Regions from separate parts of the Gossypium hirsutum genome. Here region 2 is linked to region 1. A link is a contact called in public Hi-C data. All regions are on one chromosome and are shown on one strand. The core of a region is the stretch at or near the end of the contact, and the rest is flanking DNA. Distances in the headings are between cores, read along the strand shown.

What was found. Hi-C and Micro-C count contacts between places; a contact is called where the count stands out from the background.
Region 2: a contact with region 1 is called in a Hi-C map of leaf, with 1.6 times the contacts expected there. The contact joins the promoter of LOC107922304 here to the enhancer-like site in region 1. A contact is called at or near these places in 4 of 34 Hi-C or Micro-C datasets (callus, fibers and leaf).

The regions. Positions count from the first base shown.
Region 1 is chrD01:19,305,602-19,311,740 of Gossypium_hirsutum_v2.1, forward strand. No RefSeq gene overlaps it. Among protein-coding and RNA genes, the nearest start is that of LOC107922585, 33 kb to the left of the region's middle. Within about 2 kb of position 3,525, at least 3 of the 9 cell types and tissues checked have an H3K27ac peak or open chromatin away from gene starts, as enhancers often do. A contact at or near this core is called in leaf, where this site is marked.
Region 2 is chrD01:19,347,571-19,353,620 of Gossypium_hirsutum_v2.1, forward strand. LOC107922304 (probable LRR receptor-like serine/threonine-protein kinase At2g16250) reads left to right here and starts at 2,523. Exons shown (of 5, transcript XM_041087259.1): 1 at 2,523-3,160; 2 at 3,384-5,391; 3 at 5,601-5,729. The coding sequence starts at 3,443.

The sequences.
Region 1 (6,139 bases), core at 2,275-4,774:
TATTTATTTACAGTGTTTTTTCGGTAGTTGCTCCAACAACGACTGTAGCATTCCATAACTCGGACTCAACAATTGGCTTGGGCTCAACAATTGGCTTGGGCAAAGGGTGTTATAGATACAATACAGATAAGTGAAACCATTACATTCTTCCAAACAACAAGATTCCAATGGAGCCAAAGGCTCCAGGCAATAACCAAGCACCGAATTCCCAACTTTTCATCTGTTAAGCGCAACATTAAATCAAAAAAATTCATGAACCATCGAGTGCTGCAACTAGCAACCTACAACATCCCATATTTCCCAAGCTCGAAGATAACCTAGCAGCACATGATCTAAATTTTTGACTTCATCGCAAACTAAGCATGCAACATCCCCAATCACTCCTTTGTCTACTAATCGAGCTTTCATAGGAACAAAGCCACATAGACATTGCTAAACAAAGTTCGTTGCCTTTGGGGCAAGCCAGCTATCCCACAAAATCGACCTAGGCTCTTCTACAAATGTTGCTCAATATTCATGGTGGTGGTCAATGCTAATTTGTAGCTGGATTGAACAAAATAATTCCCATCCATATTGAAATGCCAGACAAGATAATCCATCATTGGGTAATACGGAACTAGTAGCCACAAAACACGTCCAACATCAAATTGTGTAAGAATGACTTCAATAAAATCCTTATCCCAAGACCTATCATCAACAATTAATATATCTTTCACTTTTAAATTTTCCATACCCGGGAGAGGCAATGGTTCCACAAAAAAATTCTCATCATCATTAATCCTAAGGTGGTTAAAAACCTCAATACTGCCACCATCCCCAAACTGCAAACGACAGCCTTGTACTAGTAGTGGCCTAGTAGCCAATAGGCTCTGCCATACGTAGGATGGATTTGATCCCTCATATGCTTCAAGAAAGTTACCATTAGGAAAATATTTAGCTTCGTAGAGACGAGATAGCAACGTATTGGGATTCGAACGAAATCGAAAAGCTTGTTTGCCAAGAATGGCCAAATTGAAGCAACATAAATTCCAGAAATCTATGCCACCAAACTTTTTAGGAGCGCATAACTTGTCCCAAGCCGCCCAATGAATGCCCCTACGGTCAGAAGAGCTCGAACCCCACTAAAAAGAGTTCATCATCTTCTTTAGCTCATCCCATATTAAAAGGCAACAAAAAACATTCATACAAAAGACAGGAATGGACTGAGCTACAATTTTAAGTAGTACCTCTTTCCCCAGCTTTAGAAGTACCTTATTCTTCTAGCAAAAGATGCGCTTACTGAGCTTCTCCCGCACAAAGGAAAAAATCTACTTCTTGTTACGAGCAATTAAAGATGGAAACCTAAGATAGCAACCATAATTAAGAGGGGCAGTAACCCCCAAAGTTGCTATGATGGACTCACACATGAAGAGGAGAGTGTTAAAGCTAAACATAATAGTTGATTTCTAATAATTAATCGCTTGCCCAAACCCGCTTCATTATTTTCAACATTTTTGCAATCCGAATGAGAAAGCCGAAAAAAATAAAAAACTGTGATGCTAAACTATCAATAATCCTCCAAACCTTAAGGTTGAGGATAATTACATGCTAAAATGCCTTCAACTAACCTACATCCTTTTCAAGTAACAATAATACTTCTAGATATAAGTATAATCCAGATTATCCGAACTGGTTTGTCTGTTGCATTTTTCATAGGTTGGACCAAGTCAATATGCCATCAACTTTGTGGCGGACTACTCTTCAATTATTGCATGCAATGATGATTAAGCAAAGTTGTTAGTATATATTTTATAGTCACACGTCATTTTCATCGCTTTAGTATTCATTAGTTTTACTATTCTCTATCTATTTCTTGTTAAATAATGATAATACTTTAGAAGAAAAAAATTAAAATATTTCACAAGTGCTTATATTTTTGGTAAATTTAAATTTAAATTTAATTTTTTATATTTTTATTTTTAAAAGTTTAATTTTTTTTTATTTTTTAAAATTTAAATTTAAGTCAAATTGTTAATATTATTAAGATTATTTTGTTAAATTCAACTTTATTACAACGTCATTTTTTAGTTGCATTAATTGTTAGTTGCATTATTATTAAGTAAGTATTTTTTTTATTTATAATATCACATTAATAAATTTAAGAAAAAAATTAACAAGTGTTAAAATTGGAATTAAATGTTGAAATCTAAAAAATAGAGAAACTAACTTCTTAAAAGTAAAAATACAAAAATTAAATTCTAAATTTGTGAAGAATTCAAGGACCTATATTATATTTTAACAAAAAGATTCTTAAAATTTACCTCGATTCTTTCAATCATGATATGTTTAAAATAATTAACACCATATAATGAGGTAACATGATTTATTTTAGGGCTAAATAAGGTCGTTTTTATTTCATTCACTTTATTTTTCTACTATTAATTTGGTCAACCAATTTGACAACTCTTTCGTTAATGGTAATAGAATGCTGACTATGCATTTCTATGTTAATCACCCTAAAATTAGGGTAAATTACCTGTTAGTCACTTTAAATAGAGGTTGTTTTTATTTGGGTTGTCCTAAAAAAATACGTGAAAATGTATCGTTAATCTTTCCATTACCATTTAATGATGGAGTGACCACTTTAAACAACTTTTTTTAGAGTAACCAAATTAAAAAAAAATAGAGTGATGAAAATAAAAACAAACACAAATTAATGTGAAAAACAAATTAATTTACCCTTTATTTTATTTTTATATCTCCAATCAATGAAATATATAGGTTGACTTAAAACACCTTAAAAAGGTATGTTCTTTGTTGCGGTAAAAAAACACCTTCAACTCAAAAGTATTTTTTCACTACAAAAACAATAAAAAATTTAATTTTCGGAGTCAAAAGTGCAGTTAAAAAATACTTTTTTCACTTGCTTTTGGCTTGTGTTTGGAAGAGCTAGCTCTCCATCGTTATTGTAGTTGAAAAGCATTTTTAGAAAAAGTGTTTTTGAAAAGTATGCTACAAAAATGTCGTAAAAGAATATTTTCTATTGAAGTTGAAGGTTAGAATGTCCTTTTTAGATATTAAAAATAATTTGTTAGGTTATATGATATTTAGATAATTTAACATCAAACATAAATTTTAAATACCTTTTAAGTAATTAATCTAAATTATTTGTAACATTAATAATGTATAAAATATTTCAAAAAATTAAATATAAAAATAAATAAATTTTAAATAAATTAATATAAAACAGAAATCAATTTAATTTTTATATACCTTTTGAATATAAACAAAACTATTTATTGTAAAAATTATTAAATACTTTTATTTATATTAATTGTTTGAAATTAATTAAAAATACAAATTCTATTGGCATGTAAACAATTTAAAATAAAAAAAAAAATCTCAGCTCGATGCCTTGTATTGGCATATTTCTGATCTAAAACCAAAGAGATGGTTGATTAAAAAAGTAAGTGTTAGATTGGACCGTTAAAAATGATGTTACACGTGAGCCGATAAAGTGGCGTGAATATTTATATTAAAGGCGTTGACTGTCGGGGACCACGTTTGGAGTCCGCGTTGGAAATTGCCACGTCGACCACTATTTCTTTAGCTTTTCATTTCTGTCCCTATAGAAGCCGTCGCTATTACTTTCGTCGGGTTATTGTTGAATAATGAAAGGTGCGTTTGACCATAAACAATGAAATTAAAACCAAAAGAACAACTTTATCGGTTAATCACCAACGCTTCCTTCATGCTTACATAAACTTCTATTAATAACTATACTTAATTTTTTCAAGGGAAGGTATGGGATTTCAGAGTCTTTTCTTTGTGCAACTGCTCGTGATAAGTTCTGTTCATTTTTTGGGTTCCAGTTTTAGTTACCTGCAGTTGGTGGTAGTTCTTTTTTCTAAGTGTTCTTTAAAGTTGTTAGTAACTTTTTTTTGATAATTTTTGAGTTGGAATTAAATTATTATTTGGAGATTGAATTTGTTAACTTTTTTTATGGGTTTAAATTTTTTCTAAGTTAGGCTCTGAATTTTATAATTATTCCTACATTAGGTTTGAACTTTTTTATCTAAGTTAATCCATGAACTTGATAATTGTTTTCATATTAGGGATTGAATTTGCCAATTGTTCTCACATTGAGGCTTGAACTTTAGGGCTGTCAAGGACTAACTTGGACAAAAAAGTTCAAGCCTCAATGTGGAAATAATTACCAAATTCAAGGCCTAACTTGAATAAAAAAAATTCAAGCCCCAATGTGAAAAATTTTGCCAAGTCCAAGCCCCAAATAATATTTTAACCCTTTTGAGTTTTTCTTCAAGTTCAATGTTACTTATGATGGTTTATCGGAGGTGACGCCAGAAATTTTCTTGGAGAGGCTGGAAGTAAATTTTAAATGTTTCAGGAGGCTAAAATGAAATGTTACCATTGTACTAATTTATATTCTTACAATTTTTAAAGGAGCTCTAAAGCAATTCTACCACTTTACGAGGGAGGGGGGAGGGGCAAGGCCACAACCAACCCTCTCTAGCACCACCACTATGGTTTACATGGTGGAAAAACTAGTTCAAGGGTGGAAAATGTCAAGAATGCATCTATGAACCATTGAAACAAATCATTTGTAAAGAAGAAACAATGAAAAAAAATGAAGGAATAAATTGATTTGTCTTGTTCTCTGTTTTCAAAGTTTTATATAGTGTATATGAGTAACTGATATCATAATGTAACACCCTCACCCGACCCGATCTCTGAATCTAGATACGGGGTGCCACAAATGAACTAAATTGTATAACACAAATTTTTTACTTAACAATTTTAAAGATTGATTTTATTTCTTAACATAAATGTTCCTACACCAGAAACCTTAAATTAAATGAAAATTTACTATCTCAAAATTTCCGAGCTCTAAAGAGATCTACTCAAGTACAATGTAATTGACCCCCAGGCAAGCCTTTAAAGATACCCCCTTTTTCTTATGTGCATGACACTAAATTAAAATTGATCTTGAATCCAACACGACCTAGATTGGTCCCTTCCCAAGTTCATTAATTACCCACGAGTCATACAAGCACAAGCCAAAATTCTATAAGTTCAAAAGAACTTAGTGAGTCTCTTAACTCGAAAGACCCTATCTTATGGGGGTAGTAAATGAAAAGAACCTAAATATGTTTAACTCCCTACTCATTTTGGGGAAAATTTGCCTTAACTCGAAATAATGGTCTTTAATCTAATTACTGAGCTCATCTATTTGTGGTTAAACTGTTAACCAATTTTCCTTTGTTAAATCCTATAACCTTTTGACTATTTTCTACGTTCCCTTGGGTGTTACACCATATTCACTGACTTTGTCCTTACTATACTTGCATTCTTTCATTCATTTATGCCAATGTTGGATTCTTCCTTTCACCATCTTCTTATAAGGTATTCTTTTAGCCTACCTTCCTAATCTCCCCTTTGGTTATGTCCTCCTTGGCGAACATTCCATAGCTGATTAATCCTTGGCAGACTCCCTTTTCTTACCATAGTCTTGGAAGACTGGCTGACATTATTCCGTTAGGTTATCTAATGAGGACCCATACCATTTTGGCGGGCTAAGTCCTAATTGGTTGTAACTCGCCTTATTTATGATACCTTACTTTCAAGTGTAACATGCTCGTCTGCTGTAGACCACTTTGACCTACAGTACCATCAGATTGTCATTTGAGTTCATGATTTCTCTTATATGTTGGTTCCCTACGGAACTAGCCATTTGGCTAGTACTTCCTCAATAATTTCCCTCTTAAAGAGAAATAGTCTTGAAAAACATATCTACCACTCGGTGTATCTCTTTTTGCAACTCTCTCTCTATCAATGGGTTCTAACTAACCCTTTTTTTTACAGACTAACTGGCATACTTATGATAAATCTCCAGCCTATAGGGTTTCTTTGAACGCCCTTTGGCGTTTCTTAATGGCGGATCCTTATATGAAATCATCGGACAAAACCTCTTTTGTTTGCCTAAACACCAGGCAATACTGGCGCATCATTTCCCACGATCGATTCTTGTTGGGTTCCAACCCATATGCCTTACCAGCTTTTAGGATTACTATTTTTGACGGACTTTTTTTTCTATTTCTTTTGCCGCGTTCGACGGATTCATCACTAATATGCTGGCTAA
Region 2 (6,050 bases), core at 1,273-3,772, 41 kb after region 1:
GTGTGACTTATGTCAAGTTGCGAGACAGAATGGTCTTGGCACGTTTGGGGAACGCAAGCAAACGGGATAACACGAGGACTCGCCAAAGTGAAATGGAGAGTGAAGCGAAAGAAATGCCTCAACACCGGTTTGTGCAAAAAAAAGGAGAAATTCCTTAAACAAATTAGCATACATAGTACTAGTACCTACCAGTAAGAATCCGCCAGAAATATCACGAAACCCACATTGGCTGAACAGATACGAAAGGGATTATTATAGGTTAAGGTCTTAATTCGGCAATTGGCAAAGAGATAATCGAAAGGGTGAGAAGTCCATCAAGAGACCTTATAGGAGAAAATGCCCGCACAAGGCTGAATGACCAATAAAGTCTGCCAAAAAATTTCCAGGAAAGTATGCCTAGCTAGGACTACATAATGCAAAGAAAAGACCACTAAGACTAATAACAAAGAAGTCCGCTGGGAACTACTATGGTAGAGAGTCCTCCAAAAAATAGTGAGAAGAGGGAGTCCATTAAGGCCATGTAATATGGAGATACCTTGTAGGTCTACCAAGAGTGAAAACGACCAATGAATACCTGAGTATGAAATGGTACGCCAGGAACTACCTATCCATTGGAGTACCTTGAAAGATGGGATTAAAAGAATAAGTACTATGGAGTTACATCTTGGGCACTAGTCCGCCAAGAAAAAGAAGATATTAGAAAGATATCTTATGTAGGTAAGGATCTGTAATTATGGCAAATACTAGGTGGACGCCAATCGTTGTCGTCAGTCAGAAATAATGAATACAGGTACCAAGGATGTGACATAACATGAAAGTGGTATAACATAAGTCTGAACAACAATAAAATAGGGTAAGACCCATGAGAGAACATCTCTAGATAGAACATGGTTATGACCAGTCCAGAGACTACGTCTGCCAATAAGCGACTCAGAGAGAATGAGGCATTGGCCTTATCGACTAAGTTCGCGAATCCTCCTATAAAATTCAGGGAGTTTAATTCTGTACATAGAGTCTTATTTTCTTAAGATTTAAGCAATCTTCCATGAATTTTATGTACATATCTCACTAAGTTCTTCTGAACTTATAAAATTATTGATTGGGTATAGGATAGATAATGACTTGAAAATAAAGAGGAGGGACTAAGCCAAACCCCACCAGAGTTAGAGGTGGGAGTGATAGCTATTTCATATATAGAGAGGGGTTTCCTTGGAGGCCACGCCTCAGGATTTAAGTGATTGTGTTAGTAACTGAGTCTTAATTTGAAACTTATAAATGGATGTGGGAATCGAAATTGTAAAAATTATCGCCAGTTTTGTACGGATCTTAATAGTTTGGTTTTGAAATTTAAGTTGTTCAAGTATGAAACGAATGTAGAATTTTAAATAGTGTTGAGTTATTGGGTTATTGTCTCATCTTGTACCTGGACCTGATGATTGGGTCGGGTATTAGGTGTTACAGCCTTGCTTGACACTTCTCCACACTATGGACTCGTCGCCAAGGATAAAGACACAATTCAATGTCAATTTCCTCGAATCTCAACACGTTTTAAAATCAGAGTCTATATATCTGATAGGAGTTAAATCCCCTCTGAAATATACAAGCATGTAATCCTTAGTTCTCCATAAATACTTGAGTATATGCTTAATTTTTTGCGCGTGTTTTGGATCGGGATTCACTTGATATTGACTTACCATTGTTACTACATAACAAACATCTAGACGTGGGTATAATAGCATAACATACATGAGATTTCCTACTGCCAATGCCATAAAGCATAAGGAACTTTTCTCTTATGTTCTCTTTCTTTTGCTACCTTGAGATAGTCTTCTAAAGAAAAAATCAAATCTCAAAACAAAAGGTTATGATCCCTTTTTTGAATTGATCATTGTAAAACGTTTCAATAGCTTGTCTATTTATGAACCTTGCGATAAAGCTATCACTTTATTCTTTCTATCCCTAAGTATTCAAATTCCTAGAACATAGTTAGATTCACCTAAATCTTTCATACTAAATTGTTGGGTTAACCACAATCCGATGACAATTTATCTACAACATTCCAATGAGTAGAATGTCATCGACATACAGAATTAGAAAAACTAGCTTTCCATCCACAATACGTTTATAAACACAAATTTCATCAATGTTTTGCTCAAAATCAAAAGTTTGATCGCTTGATTTAATTTAATGAATTATATCAAGGTTAATAAATTTAAAATGATTACTTTTAATTGGATTTAATTTTAATTTTTTAATGAAAGAAGTTAAATATATTTGATTTAATTTTATTTTTTATTTTTTGTAATTAAAAGTGAAAAAATAAACAAATAAAGAGACAATTATAAGTGAAACTCTCTTCAAATAGGATGGGTAAGTGAAAGAAAAAACTTAAAATCTAAATGGCTCGAGTGTGAAAATTATCCAACTTCAAATATCATATAATTGGAAAAAGAAATAAGAATAGTTGATGAAGGTAGAGTAATAATAAAGCACAAATTTCATCAGGTAAATGTCGCTGAAGAAGACTTTTAAGACTTGATCCATATATCCCCACTCTATTTGCCACTTACAACACTTTGTATTTTGATTGATTATGATGTGAAAACGAAAGGATTCACCCTTTTTTATTTTATTATTCCATATTGTTGTTGGGTATAGGCTGAGTGGGTTTTCAGGATCAAGATTCCACCTTTTCTTTTTTTAAGGTATAATAATTTATTTGAACAATTTTAGTTAATTTTTTACAAAATTTGAGTGGAAAAAAAGAATTCCAAGTCAATGAAGCATAAAACTCCATATCACCATTGATGCTCTGAGTGAGTAGTAATAATCAAATTGAAAGGTTTAGAGTCTTTTGAGTTTGTTGAAATGGTAGGTTCACTAAATAGCTCCGGTGGATAGTAAAGTAAAACTGTATTTGCAGAAAGCCCTGCGGTTGGGCAAACAAACCCTTCCCTCATTTTTTTGCTTTCATCTCATTAATGTCACCTGACCCTCCCTTCCCTTAAAACCCCGTGCCATCATTCATTTTTTCTTTGAATTTCTTTTGGATTTAATACATCAAGTTCTATTTGATTTTTCTTTTATTTGTATAAATTATTATTAATTCGGGATCGGCGGTAAACAACATCGAATGCAGAATCAAAGCTCGTGATTGGTGGTAAGAATTTACCAAGAATAAGAATTTTTTTTAATTTTTTCTCTCTCTATTTTTGAGTAATAGTTATTACTTAATAACCCCCCCCTCTTTTTTTCTTTAATTTTACTTTCTGTAAATCAAGTAAGAACATAAAATGCACAGATTAGTAAGAGAAAGAGAGCTCTCTGATAGTAATGGTAATGGTAAACATACGAAACTAACAGATTTTTATTTTGTTAGGAAGAAGATGAGTTAGACACTTAGCCGCCATTGAAGTTCATCAGCATCAGCTTCGCATTATCAATGGAAGCTCAAAGAAATGCGTTATCAATATTCTTGTTAGCTGTAATCTTGTTCTTGATCCAGTGCGTGGTAGCTCAGAAAGCTCGGTTAAGTTCTCCAATCGAACGGCGGGCATTGCTGGATCTCCGCGCATCTTTAGGTCTCCGAGGCAAAGATTGGCCCATCAAGTCCGACCCCTGCTCGTCGTGGCTCGGTATCGAATGTCGGAACGGCTCCGTCTCCAAAATCAGTGTTTCCGGTTTAAAAAGAACCAGACTTGGACGACTCAGTCCCAAGTTCAATGTTGATTCTATGGTTAACTTGGCCCGGTTAGTTTCCTTCAATGCCTCTGGGTTCCCGCTTCCCGGGTCAATACCGGATTCGTTCGGAAACCGGTTGGCTAATCTCGAGGTTCTTGATCTCCGCTCATGCAATATCTCCGGTTCAATCCCTGGTACGCTCGGTAACTTGAGTCGACTCACTTCTTTGTATCTTCATGATAACAATCTTGCTGGTTTGATTCCTGCTACATTGGGACTATTAAGGAACTTAAAATTTCTTGATCTTTCGGTTAATTCGCTTACCGGTTCGATTCCCTCAAGTTTTGGGTCTTTTGGAAACATGGAAAGGCTTGAACTTGCTTCAAATTACTTATCTGAGTCAATTCCACCTAGTTTAGGCACTTTACGAGGTCTTCAAGTGTTCAATGTTTCAGATAATAATCTTTCTGGTTCAATTCCTATTCAGTTTGGCAATCTTTCAAGGCTGGTTAAGCTTGATCTTAGTAGGAATTCTTTGTACAGTTCGTTGCCGGAGGAATTAAAGATGTTAAGGAGTTTAAAAATGATGATAATGGAGGATAATGAGCTAGAAGGACGTCTGCCAGTCGATTTGTTTTCAAGTCTTGTTGAGTTGCAAGTTGTGGATTTGAGTAGGAATAAGCTTGATGGTGCTCTTAATGCTACAATTTGGTCAATGCCTAAATTACAGTCCCTTGATGTATCAAGCAACAACTTTACTGGTCCATTTCCGGGTCTTAGATCTAATATTAGTGCTACTACAGCTGCCATGTTCAATCTGTCGAACAATTTCTTTTATGGAACTTTGAATTTTTCACTCGGGATGTTCAGATTCATTGATCTCTCTGGCAACTATTTTGAAGGCAAGGTAGTAGTAAACAACACGAAAAGATACGCTATTATTGACAGGAATTGCCTTCAGGCTTTGAAACAGAGGACTTTGGAGGATTGTAGACTTTTTTACACTGATAGAGGGCTAAGTTTTGATAATTTTGGAGCACCCGACACAATGCAGCCACCTCCTGCAGAATCTAGTTCGGAGAGCAGGAAACGGTTGATATTTATTTTGGCTGGAGTAGTTGGAGGACTTGGCTTCATTGTACTATTGGTTCTGATTCTAGTGCTCGTCTTGAGGCACAATAAGGGCATTGGAAATCAAAGAAGGAATGCAGATGTTGGGCCTGTTCCTGAAGGGGATAGTCCTCAACTTCCGAAAGATCCTACAATAGCTGGTGCTGGAGATCCATTTACATATGAGCAGTTGCTCCTAGCAACTGATAATTTTAGTGAGACGAATCTTATTAAGCAGGGCCACTCAGGTGACCTATTTCGTGGTATCTTGGAAGCTGGGATCCCAGTGGTCATCAAAAGGGTCAGTTTGAGTTCTTTCAAGAAAGAATCATACATGATGGAATTGGATTTATTCAGAAAGCTTTCTCACCCAAGATTTGTCCTGCTTTTGGGGCACTGCTTGGAGCATGAAACTGAGAAGCTTTTGGTATACAAGCATATGCCAAATGGAGATTTAGCCAATTCCTTTTACAGGGCTACCAATTCAGACGATGATAGCCTACAGTCCCTGGATTGGATTACAAGGTTAAAAGTAGCTACTGGAGCTGCTGAAGGACTGTTTCATTTGCACCATGAATGTAATCCTTCCCTAGTTCACAGGTATTTCAGAACATGCTTTTTGCTACTTTTTAGTTCTATTCTCATTGTAATAGTTAATAATCAATGCTTTTAGCTGCTGGAGCTATATATGTTGGCTTCTCCATTCTATCCTATGCTGTTCATCTTGTTTTTGCAACATTTCGCAAGCTTTAGGATTTCGATTTTCAGTATCCTCAATTGTTTGCTATAATTACTTTTGGTGGTTGAAGGGATGTTCAAGCTAGCAGTATTCTTCTTGATGATAAATTTGAAGTGAGACTTGGAAGCCTGAGTGAAGTTCGTGCCCAGGAAGGAGATACACACCAAAATGTTCTCAAAAGGCTGCTCCGGAAACCACAGTAAGTATTATATAAGTCGCTTGTTTTGTCCATAATACACTTGATTTGTATCTTTCAGTACGTAGTTCATCCAACTGCTTGCTTAGCCTTTTGTCTTGTAACTACAGCATTTGGTATCATATTGTTATGCATGCTACTTTCAACATAGTTAATTTGATTGAAGGGATATGACCTACTGATTCCACAGAATACATTGATATTGCTGATCTTCTTAGATGTAAATTTATAAACTATATAATTCTTTCCAAGGTCATTGGAGTAATGAAATAGGTCCACGGATAAAAAGAGCATAGCATATATGATTCAACTTTAGATTCCCAC